Regions from separate parts of the Mus musculus genome. Here regions 1 and 2 are each linked to region 3. The links are chromatin contacts, called in public promoter capture Hi-C maps. All regions are on one chromosome and are shown on one strand. The core of a region is the stretch at or near the end of the contact, and the rest is flanking DNA. Distances in the headings are between cores, read along the strand shown. Region 1 has its middle 24 kb from the start of Klf14. Region 2 has its middle 18 kb from the start of Gm40359. Region 3 overlaps Cep41 (centrosomal protein 41).

The links. Promoter capture Hi-C pulls out the DNA fragments that hold promoters and counts their contacts.
Region 1: a contact with region 3 is called in a promoter capture Hi-C map of hippocampal neurons, with 2.4 times the contacts expected there. The contact joins two enhancer-like sites. A contact is called at or near these places in 8 of 39 promoter capture datasets (the C10 cell line, the HPC-7 cell line, cranial neural crest and 5 more), 2 of 15 datasets of contacts at CTCF or cohesin (the NIH/3T3 cell line and large pre-B cells), 2 of 484 Hi-C or Micro-C datasets (bone marrow-derived macrophages and muscle stem cells), 4 of 115 datasets of contacts at active chromatin or transcription factors (craniofacial prominence, embryonic limb bud, forebrain and 1 more) and 2 of 9 other capture datasets (embryonic stem cells and liver).
Region 2: a promoter capture Hi-C map of hippocampal neurons shows a contact between it and region 3, with 2.6 times the contacts expected there. The contact joins two enhancer-like sites. A contact is called at or near these places in 6 of 39 promoter capture datasets (the C10 cell line, cranial neural crest, frontonasal cranial neural crest and 3 more), 3 of 484 Hi-C or Micro-C datasets (cortical neurons, myocytes and uterus), 1 of 115 datasets of contacts at active chromatin or transcription factors (embryonic forebrain) and 1 of 9 other capture datasets (embryonic stem cells).

What each region holds. Positions count from the first base shown.
Region 1 is chr6:30,980,847-30,984,314 of GRCm38.p6, reverse strand. No RefSeq gene overlaps it. Among named protein-coding and RNA genes, the nearest start is that of Klf14, 24 kb to the right of the region's middle. Within about 2 kb of position 1,519, at least 29 of the 459 cell types and tissues checked have an H3K27ac peak or open chromatin away from gene starts, as enhancers often do. A contact at or near this core is called in hippocampal neurons, where this site is marked.
Region 2 is chr6:31,031,660-31,035,181 of GRCm38.p6, reverse strand. No RefSeq gene overlaps it. Among named protein-coding and RNA genes, the nearest start is that of Gm40359, 18 kb to the right of the region's middle. Within about 2 kb of position 2,056, at least 54 of the 459 cell types and tissues checked have an H3K27ac peak or open chromatin away from gene starts, as enhancers often do. A contact at or near this core is called in cortical neurons and hippocampal neurons, where this site is marked.
Region 3 is chr6:30,673,632-30,676,884 of GRCm38.p6, reverse strand. All of the region lies in intron 2 of Cep41 (centrosomal protein 41), which reads left to right. Gm13782 (a long non-coding RNA gene) reads right to left here. Exons shown (of 5, transcript XR_377397.3): 3 at 2,913-3,019. Among named protein-coding and RNA genes, the nearest start is that of Gm13782, 7.7 kb to the right of the region's middle. Within about 2 kb of position 1,379, at least 148 of the 459 cell types and tissues checked have an H3K27ac peak or open chromatin away from gene starts, as enhancers often do. A contact at or near this core is called in cortical neurons and hippocampal neurons, where this site is marked.

The DNA.
Region 1 (3,468 bases), core at 270-2,769, 310 kb before region 3:
TAAAAAATAAAAAAAAAATCAAAGTAAAAGAAATAAACTTTCAAATCATGGTGTAGATGCTTATGATAAAAATGGTAACATTGACTTTGGCAACACAGAGTTAAATGACCGACCATAGTCTTAAAAGAAGACTCAATTTACTGTTACAATGATATAAACTTTCTCCCAAAGAAATCTCTTTCTCACTAACTAAATACCAATTTTAACCATGAACTAATTGCTATTTTTAAAAGGTGTAATCATGTCATGTTCGTGTATTTAGTAACAGGAAACATCTCAAAAATCTATTGAGTGATTTAATGAAATTATGAAGCATAAGCAACATTTTGTTAAAAGTTAAATTATGCACATCCAATTGATTGTCTCTGGGTGATGGAACTGGGGAATAATTTTTAAAACCTCAATTGTATTTCCTAAAATTTCCTACAATAAACATGTAATTATATTAAATAGAAGAAAAGCCAATCAACATTTTTCTTTTTAAAAAACCGACATATTCTTTTGCCACATGTCTCCAGATCTGGCTAGAATTCTCTTGTTCTCACTACTGTGACATTGCAGATAGAAGGCCCCGCAGATATTCATCGTTGTCTAGTCCAGCCATGTGAGCTCTTCATAAGAAGCTATCGGTTGTCAGGACATCCTTCATACAAAAACACTCATACACAGCCGGCGCTCAGGCTCAGAAAGATGGAGCCGAGACTGAGGAAAAGGCCAACCAATGACTGGCCCAACCTGAGCCCCATCCCACAGGAGAGAGCCAACCCCTGACACTATGAATGATACTCAGCTATGCTTGCAGTCAAGATCCTAGCATAACTGTCTCCTGAGAGGTTTCATCCAACAGTGAATGGAAACAGATGCAGAGACCCACAGCCAAACATCAGGCAAAGTTGGGGGAGTCTTGTAGAAGAGTTCAGGGAAGGACTGAGAGACCGGAGGGGTCAAGGATACCACAAGAAGACCTACAGGGTCAACTAACCTCACTCAGCCCGTGGGATCTCACAGGGACTGAACCACCAACCAAAGAGCATGCGGGGGCTGGAGCTAAGCCCCCTACACGTTTAAAGCAGATGCAGCTTGGTCTTCATGTGGGTCCCCTAAAAGTTCAGGGTGGGGGCTGGGAATCTCTGACTCTGTTGCTGCCATTGGATCACCTTCCCCTAGCTGGTCTGCCTTGCTGGACCTCAATGGGAGAAGGACTTGATGTCCCAGGGAGGGGTGGTACCTAAAGGGGGGGGTTCTCCTTCTCCTTAGAGAAGAGGGGAGGGTAGTGGGGTGAGGGGTGTGTGAGGGTGTGTCTGGGAGGAGAGAAGGGAGGGGAACTGCGATCGGGATGTAAAATAAATGAGTAAATTAATTAATGAAAAAAAAAAAGATTTCTTGACTAAACTGAGAAAGTAAAAAAAAAAAAAAAAAAAAAAAAAGTAACTCCTTCTTCTGCCACTAGAGAGCACCATTTTGCCACTAAGACAGCGCCAGGAGCTTGACGCAAAGGAAAAAAAAAAAAAAAAAGCTTTTTCTTTTTTCCGTTTTCAACAGAAAAAGCTTCCACAAAGATTATCAAGTCGTCTCGAAGGGGAAATGAATGTAAACCCTTCCCAACAATAAAATGTCGATTCCAAGATGAGATAGCTTCTCTTTATCTTAGCTCTGGACACTATGTACTTTGTACCTGTGACATCCTTTTCCGCCAGATCCTTAAAAAGCAGTTTTACAGAGTCTCAAATTAGATCCTGTGTTTTGCTACCGCACGAAAGCAACTCTGTGTCTAAAGCGCATTTCTCGTTCATTCACCAGTCAGCTTGAATCCCTAGAAGTGTAAAAACACTTGCTACGTTGAATTAAAAGGTTAAGGTTCCCTTTCAAATCATGTGCCTCTCCCAAGAAAATCCAACACGGCAGAGTTCCAGATTTACAAAACACAAAAAATGATGTGATGGTTATAAAAACCTTCTTGTGATTTTATTGATGGTTTCAACACGAGTCGCAATGGAATGTTCTTCTGATTCACTTAAAACATGGTCCCCTGTTTTAAGAGTTAAAACGGCAGCCTGTTTCACAGGGATGCATGCGATTTGAAGACTGATCAGCCCTTGCTGATGACAGGAGACAGACAGACAAGTCCACTCACAGGAGAAGCAATTGCTTTAGAAAAAGATGTAAGCGGAACTGTCTGATACCTAAAACAGGAGTCTCGTAGATGTGGCTCTGCTATTATAAAAGCTGGGACCCATGGAGTCTAGAAACAACCAGTAAGTCTCCATCACTAGCCTGCCCCACCCCAATAGCTACCAAGTCCAAATTCCCACTCCCCAACTTACTGATCTTTCTGACTTGATCAGTGCCCAACTCCTCCAGGCTTCCTGTTCCCTATCTGAAACAATGAGACTTCTTTTTTGTTTTGTTTTGTTTTTTTGTTTGTTTGTTTATTCGAGACAGGGTTTCTCTGTGTAGGTACTGGAACTCACTCTGTAGACCAGGCTGGCCTCGAACTCAGAAATCTGCCTGCCTCTGCCTCCCAGTGCTGAGATTAAAGGCTTGCGCCACCACTCCAGGCTACAATGAGACCTCTTGCATAGGAATCTGGAGAGGGTTAAAGAAGACCTGATACAAAGAACATTAAGTGAATGCTACATTGTAAACACTCAAAATAGTCACTGTTACTCAGAATCTTACTGCACAGATGACGTAGGAAATGCCTAAGACATCATGCTGGCAGCGGGTGAGCACTAGGTGTGGGCTGTTATTATCTTGTGAGAGAAAGGCACTGCATGCTCACGGAGTGTTTGATCCCCTTGAAAGATGTGTCATCCTCACGCAAATGTGACATGAGACATCCCACTCTTGGGAAATGTGCAGGTTCCTGGACTCTGATTCCAGCACCAGGCAAGGCTCCTTCTGCTAGTAACGCAGCATTTTACAGAAATACCTGCCAAGAGGAATATAAGGGGCAGCTGATTTGGGTATATAACCTGTAGTTTAGGACACAAAATAAGCTCACGTCTCCACTAATGTTCGATTTGGAGAAACCATCCTTGACCACATCCAGTTTCTTAGCCACAAACTGTGATTTTCAAGTGTGCTTTCCCTGTGCTTTTCTTCTCTGTCTCACCTTTATTAGCTATATTAGCTGGGATAAGGAGTTTCCTGATGGTGCTCCATCCATGAGCTAATGGATTCTGATCACAGTCACCTTTATCCACGTCTCTTCCTTCTCCCCCTCACTCCTACTGAACCCCATCTTCCCACCTACTCCTCCTGCCACTTTCTCACATTTTTAAAAATTTTTTGATGGCTTATTTATGTTTACTTAATTGGACCACATGGGAGAGGTTATCCTCAGGGGCACGGCCCCTCACCAGTGGCTATACCCCTGAAGGAAATGCCTCTTCCCTGTCAATCATTTACTGTGGATAAATCCCTCCCCCTTCTACTGATTACACGGTGTAGATGGGGACTCCAATC
Region 2 (3,522 bases), core at 807-3,306, 360 kb before region 3:
CGTGGCCAGCAATGTTACCCTGGGGTTACAGACGCAAGGAAACAAACTCAGTATGTCAGAGCCATGCTTACATTCCTATGATCACGGCTGCTCCAAGCAGTCCAGTGCAGACTGAGCCTGGTCCCTGGCGGCTGAGTGACAGGGAGGCGTACAGTGGATTGCTGTGCAGCCCAAAGCGAAAGGGATCCTGTCATTTGTCACAAGCTTGACCTGGAGGACATGATGCCAAGGGAAATAACCTAGACACAGTATAAACCCCGCAGTGTGCTCATTGATATGCAGAATCTACACGAGATGAAATCAGAGAAGCGGAGTATAGGATGGGGGTTGCTAGGAGCTGCGGAGTTGCTGGGGACATGGGAGCTGTTGGTTAAAAGATAGGAAGAAAGTTCTGGAGAGCCAGCCAACAGCATGACTACTATAGTCAATACTCTACTGTACATCAGAAATTTGCTGATAGCAGATCTTAAATATTCTCACCACACCTGCACAGATGTTTACTGTGATGGTAGATGATATGCTGCTAACTTGCTGAGGTGGTCATGCTGTCTGGCCACAGCCAAATTAAATTAGAAGTCAATGGTAAGAGAAGTGGAGAAACCCCATACATTAGGAGAACTTGAATTATTAACTCATAGAGGAAACCAAGTAAAGGTGTATATTACAGAAACCCCCATTTGTGGAATTATATAACTCTAACTATAAAATTTAAAAATTAAGCCATGGAACCTGGCATGGTGGAGCATACCTTTATAATCCCAGCACTCGGGAGGCGGAGGCAGGTGGAGTTCTGAGTTTGAGGCCAGCTTGGTCTACAAAATGAGTTCCTGGACAGCCAGGGCTATACAGAGAAACCCTGTCTCAAAAAAAAAAAAAAAAAAAAAATTAAGCCATGGAAGACAGACTATAGATTGTGTAAAAATGTATGCTTGATAGATAGATAGATCTGAACTAATTAAAGATTTCAATCAGAACTGAATTTACAGAGTGTATGCAAATTAGTAAAAGATAATCCAAATTAAAATACTCAAGCTATTTGGGAAACACTTGATAACGAGGATGGGGCGGTCAGTAAATACCTGAGAAGGCACTCGGTCTCATTATTCATCAGGGAGTTATGAGAAAAAACCACAGACAGGATACCACTTCACACCCCTTCGGATGCTGTTAAAAATAAAATAACCAGTTCACTCATTAACCACTGAGTCAGGGTTGAAACTGAGACCACTTTGGAAAATGTTTCAATAATTACCTTCTATAGGATGGAGGAATTCCACAGCACATCCCCAAGAGAAATGGAAGTCCATCTTCCGAAAATTACTTAGGCACATATTTATATATATTTATTCATAATAAACAAAGTCTAGAAATAACGAAATGTTCATCAGGCAAATAAGGAAACAGTGATATACTACTCCCCAGGGAGGTGGACCGGATTGGAAAGTTAAAGCAGGTTCTTGTTGTGCACAGCACAAATTAGTTATATATGGGGACAGTAGTTAAGTTTTTGTTTTTTTTTCTTTTGGTTTTATTATTATTTTTTTTAATCTTCAGTAGTCTTTGATGCAGCTTATATGAAGATAATTGTTGTTCTGTTAACTGAATACCACTCTGTAATTGAAAAAAGAAAGGAAGGAAGGGGGAGAGAGAGAGAGAGAGAGAGAGAGAGAGAGAGAGAGAGAGAGAGAGAGACACGGATTGCTGGTGTATACCACAGCATAGATAAGTCTTCAAAGGACATATTAGTCAGTTATCCAGAAAGGTGGGAAGAGACGTTGTATACATACGAATAGTTATAGATAACAGATAGGTAACTGACAGGAGTTGGAGAAAAGATGGGTGGGTGAGTCGATGTGATGTAGCTGATGTGGGTACAGACATAAAGAGAAAGCCAGAATTGGCTCATATAATGGCGACCGAGATGATATGTTGCCATATCCTCTGGTGGCCACAAGATGGCGACGTAGAGCTGCTGGCTCTAACTCAGCCTGAATCCAAAGGCTTGGAAAGCTGGGTGGGGGTGGGTAGCGTTGGCGCTGTAAGCCCTGGAGATGGCAGACCCAGGGAAAGGAAGCAGAGGCTGGCCTAGCTGAGAAAAAGAGGCAGCCTACCTCTGCACTTTTGTCCTATGTAAGCCTCAGGCCTGGATGACATCCACTACAACGGTGAGGACAGATCCCACCTACAGATCAAACTCAGTCGACCAATTTGATACTAATCTCTTGTAGGAATATCCTCATAGGCCCAGAGATCTTGTTTATGCTTTGGCCTGCCTTAACATAGTCAACCTGGCCTGTGAAATTACTGCCGTGTACAAGATAAATCAAGAAATCGGTCACAAACAGGGCTCACCCTGTGTAAGTCCTTTCCTACGAAGTTCACATGTAGGTAAGCTAATCTCTGGTGATGAAAATCAGAACAACTTCCGTGTGTGGGGAGAATTTACTAGAAAGTAGCACAAAGAAATTTTGGAAGATGATGAAAATATGTTCTATGTTGATTTGAGAGCTGTTTCATAGGTTGACACATTTGTCAAAAGTTATCAGTGTGTGTGTATATATATATATATATATATATATATACATGTCTGCATACTTCTTTGCATAAGCTCATTAAATCGGAATTTTAGGGCAGAGCAGATGGCTCTGTGTGTGAAAAGGACTTTGGTGCACAAATGTGAGGACCCGAGCTTAGATTGAGAAAGTCCATGAAACACTGGTACCATAGCACATCTACCGCAGGTGTGCCTCCTTTAAGATGGGAAGTGGAGACAGGAGAATCCTGGGATGCTCCAGCCAGCTAGCCTGGTGGATGAAAGCTGAGAACAGCTGATACTGTCCTGACCTCTACCCGCCCAGTGTGACACAGACATCTCTCTCTCTCTCTCTCTCTTTCTCTCTCTCTTTCTCTCTCTCTCTGCCTGCCTGTCTGTCTCCCCCACCCCCACCCCACACACACATTTAGAAAAAGTGTTTTTAAAGTAATTTTTGGAATTGAATCTTAAATTCGATCACAAATATTATTACATTAATTCTTATTTCTATAATTCTTCTGCATGGTTATCAGTGAAGCCACATGTAACCAGGGGTATATGTACCCAGGTCTTCTAAAGCTTGAGTGTAATTTTAAAGGCTTATTGTGATCAATAGGACCTAATTCACAAATGTAAATTAGGTGAGAATATGATTTAAAATTATAAACATTATCATAATATTTTTGAAGAAGCTGACAAATATCACCAGCATTGCCCTTAAAAAAATTCTGGCTTAAGCCCTGTTTTTCCTGTGTTTTGGCCACATGACATTTGATCACTGGTTCATATAACAGCAACTTTATAGTGTTTTCTCCAGAAAGATAACTCACTCTTCTGGTATAGCTAGTACAATTTTCGTTGTTTTTGAGCCAAGAGTCTCACTGTGTGTAGCCCTGGCTGGCCTGGAACTCACTACAAAGACTAAGCTCGTGATTCCCCTGCCTCCGACTTCTGGATGCTCAGATCATAGGTGCACACCACCTCACCCA
Region 3 (3,253 bases), core at 130-2,629:
AAAGCATCAGTATATGCAAGTTTTTGTGTACGTGTGTTTCTAGTTCTCTTGTGTATATATTGAGGAGTTGAATTACTGGCCATATGATACTTCTTTTTTTCTGAAGACATGCCAAATTTTTCTAATCAAGCCATACCACTTTACCGTGCCATCAGCAGGGTGGGAGGGGTGTGTCCTCTCCACACCCTCACCAGTGCTTGGCCCATCGTCTTGGTTAAGACTGCCACGATGGAGTATCTTACTCGATTTTAACTTGTGTGCTACTGATGACTAACGATGATGAACACCATTTTGTGTGCTTACTGGCACTTGTATATTTCCTATGGAGAGATGTCTATTCAGATGATTTGCTCATTTTTAAAAGTGGTTATTTTTCCACATTGTAAGTTCTTTTGTTTATTCTGGATACTAGACTCTTAACAGAAATATGATTTTCAGATGTATGCTCCCATGCTGTGGGTTGTCTGGGGGTTTTGTGGGACTTAACTAAAGGGGTAAATTATATCTACCCATCTTCCCTAGAAGCAAAAGTCTCTCAAACTAGTTCTATAATAGCTTTTGGAAGGGCCAAAATGTGCCTTATTGCTTCAAGCCCCCAAATATTTTATAGTCAGTGTGGGAACAAAATCCTGCCCTAGCATTTGATTTGGTGTGTGTTTCACATTTAGCCATCAATCAGCTTTAGGGAGAGATCTCTAGTGTTCGAGTTTTCAAATATTTTTGTGTGCGGAACTTGTGGGTTATATGGACAGCCTGCCAGCCTTTGGGGACTCTCGGGTACAGCAGCCCTGAACACTTTATTTTGCCCAAATGTTAGCATTGCCATAGGTAAAAGTGTTGAGGAGTCCTCCTTAAGAAAGCACTAAGAGGGACCTGAGAGCCGTGCTGCAGGGAGAAGGTCTCACCTTGGCATGGTTTTTAAGCTCTGCAGCCAGAGACATGGAAATGGGCAGAATGATTGAGCAGTTCTCATCTCTAGGCTAAGTAGGTGAGCCTTTAATCCTTTCTTGTGAAATAGTGATTAATTTAGAATCATTCATGCACACACAAAATCAAGAATTCTGTGGCATGTCTTGTATTCTTGAAAGGCTGCTCCCTTCCTTTTGGAAGAGGCTCTTTTGTCTCTGTCCTCCTGATCCCACGTCTCACAGAAACCTGCACCCTGGTAGCGCTGTGGCTGACGTCTCAGAATTACACGAGCTTCCAGCACTGCTTTGTGCCCGAGGTGCCTAGGTGGATCTCCTCAGGCCCTCCAGACCGTGCCTGGGGCTGGCCTCTGAGGCTCCCTGAGGGCATTTTGCCCTGTCCCAGCTCTGTGTTCTGCAGCCACAGGCTGCACTGAGAGAGTGCTCCAACCCTGCTCGTCTTGGCTCATTGCAGAGCCGTCGCCCTGTGCTGTTTTCAATCTTAGGCATGTCTGCAGCTCTAAAATCCCGCAGCCCTTCTCCACTAGTCTCTGTAGCATGAGTTTCACTTTTGTGGGTGTCACCTTCCTTTTGTTACATCTGCACAACTAATCATTTCCTTTTCTCTTCATTAGTCTCTACTTTTCCTGAATATTCGCTAATAGTTTTGATCTTAAGCACTCAAGCTCATTACAGGCTACACGCACTTCATTTTTATTTGGTATTTGATTTGTCAAAGGAAGGAATGTATGTGAAAGGCTTTTACAAACCAGAAAGCTGTAGACCCACATATAACTCCCCTGGGTTAACAAAGGCTCACTGTGCCTCTTTTCACGCTTCCTGCTTCTTCTGAGCCAAAAGAACTTCTCCATAGAGGAGGGAAATATTGAAGAAAAAAAATGAAGCCGTGGAGCTGTCTCTTAGCAACTGAATTCCTGCCTTATAAATCTCACCCTCTCTAGATTACTGCTGCTCACAAGCATTAGCTTTTGTTACATGCTCAGTACAAATAACATTATTAAATTATAGGAACCCAATGGGGAAAAACTCAAAGCCCTGAGTCACTCGGTGGATCGATTGTGCTCCGGCTTTGCATAGGGCTACTGATGGACTTGTTTCTTTCTCTTGATTCAAATTGGGGAGCTCTTGTTAGATATCTTTCATTGCAACTTCAGTGGTAAACAAGGCAGAAACCAAATACCACCTTAGGCATTTCTAGGCTACCTGAGTCGGTGGCTTATACGTGTACCCTGTAATATAATCGTGTATCAATCAAGTTGTACCTCATCATTTAAAGAAAGTCAGAAAATAGGGTGTGTGAAACACAAGCCAAATCCGAATGGGATCATTTACATTATAAAATAACTTACCCTAAGGACTTTTAAGACAGCAGAGTTTTGTAGTCTGTTCCACCCAGCCAACGTTTTTTAGTGTCTCCTACACGAGAACACAGGAGTGAAGCTTGTGAGCGTGCTTATGGATGTGCACAGATAAATAGCCTTGGGCTTTCTGTTGAAGAAGGTAGATAAGGCAGTCCAGACAGTGATAAATGCTTGCTGCAGGAATGCGGGCAGAGAAAAGCTACTTCCTGGTGGATAAGCCAGTGTAGGGACATTAGGAAATGAAGGTTAGCCGAGCTCAAGGAAAGCCATTAAGACTGTGCTGGAAAAGCCGGCAAGCCGCTGGCACCCTCCCCACTCGAGCTAGGAGCTCCGTTCAGTATTGGGCAGTGGACAGCTGCTGAGCTTTTAGTTTCCTTTGTTTGGCTTTTTAATTAGTCTTATTTAGGAAAATTTGGCAATAATACTTGATTTTTTAAAGTCTTAAAAGATTAGTTCTCTGATAGCTTTTCAGGCTCCTCTGGTATAAAAGACATGTTTGTAAATAAATGACCTATGAAGTTCCTCTGTTTCCAGTAATTTTGTTGCAATTAGATGTAGTAAGACAAAGCACTTACGTGACACACTACTAGCAAACGGGTGATAAAGTGCCACTGTTCATACTTACTGAGTCGGTCACAGGGCCTGGGGGCAGTCCTCAGTGTCTCCTCTCTCCAACTGAAGCCCTGTGGAAACTCTCCACTGTCTTCTCCATACCTGGAGAGGAGCGAAAGGCTGGAAAGAAAAGAGCCTTTGTTACTTTGTTACTACCTCTTTTAGATTTGTTCATAATTTCCCCAGGTATTTGTGAAATACGAGAGGTTTTTTATTTCCTGCCTTTTTCCTTCAGTAGGAAAAAGAAATGATGGGGGAGTGGGGGAGCCCTTGCTTCTGAGAGTCCCAGTGGGGGTCTGCTGATATAGGATGCAGTGTTGTGCAAACCCACAGGAAGTGTTGATAGTGAAGAAA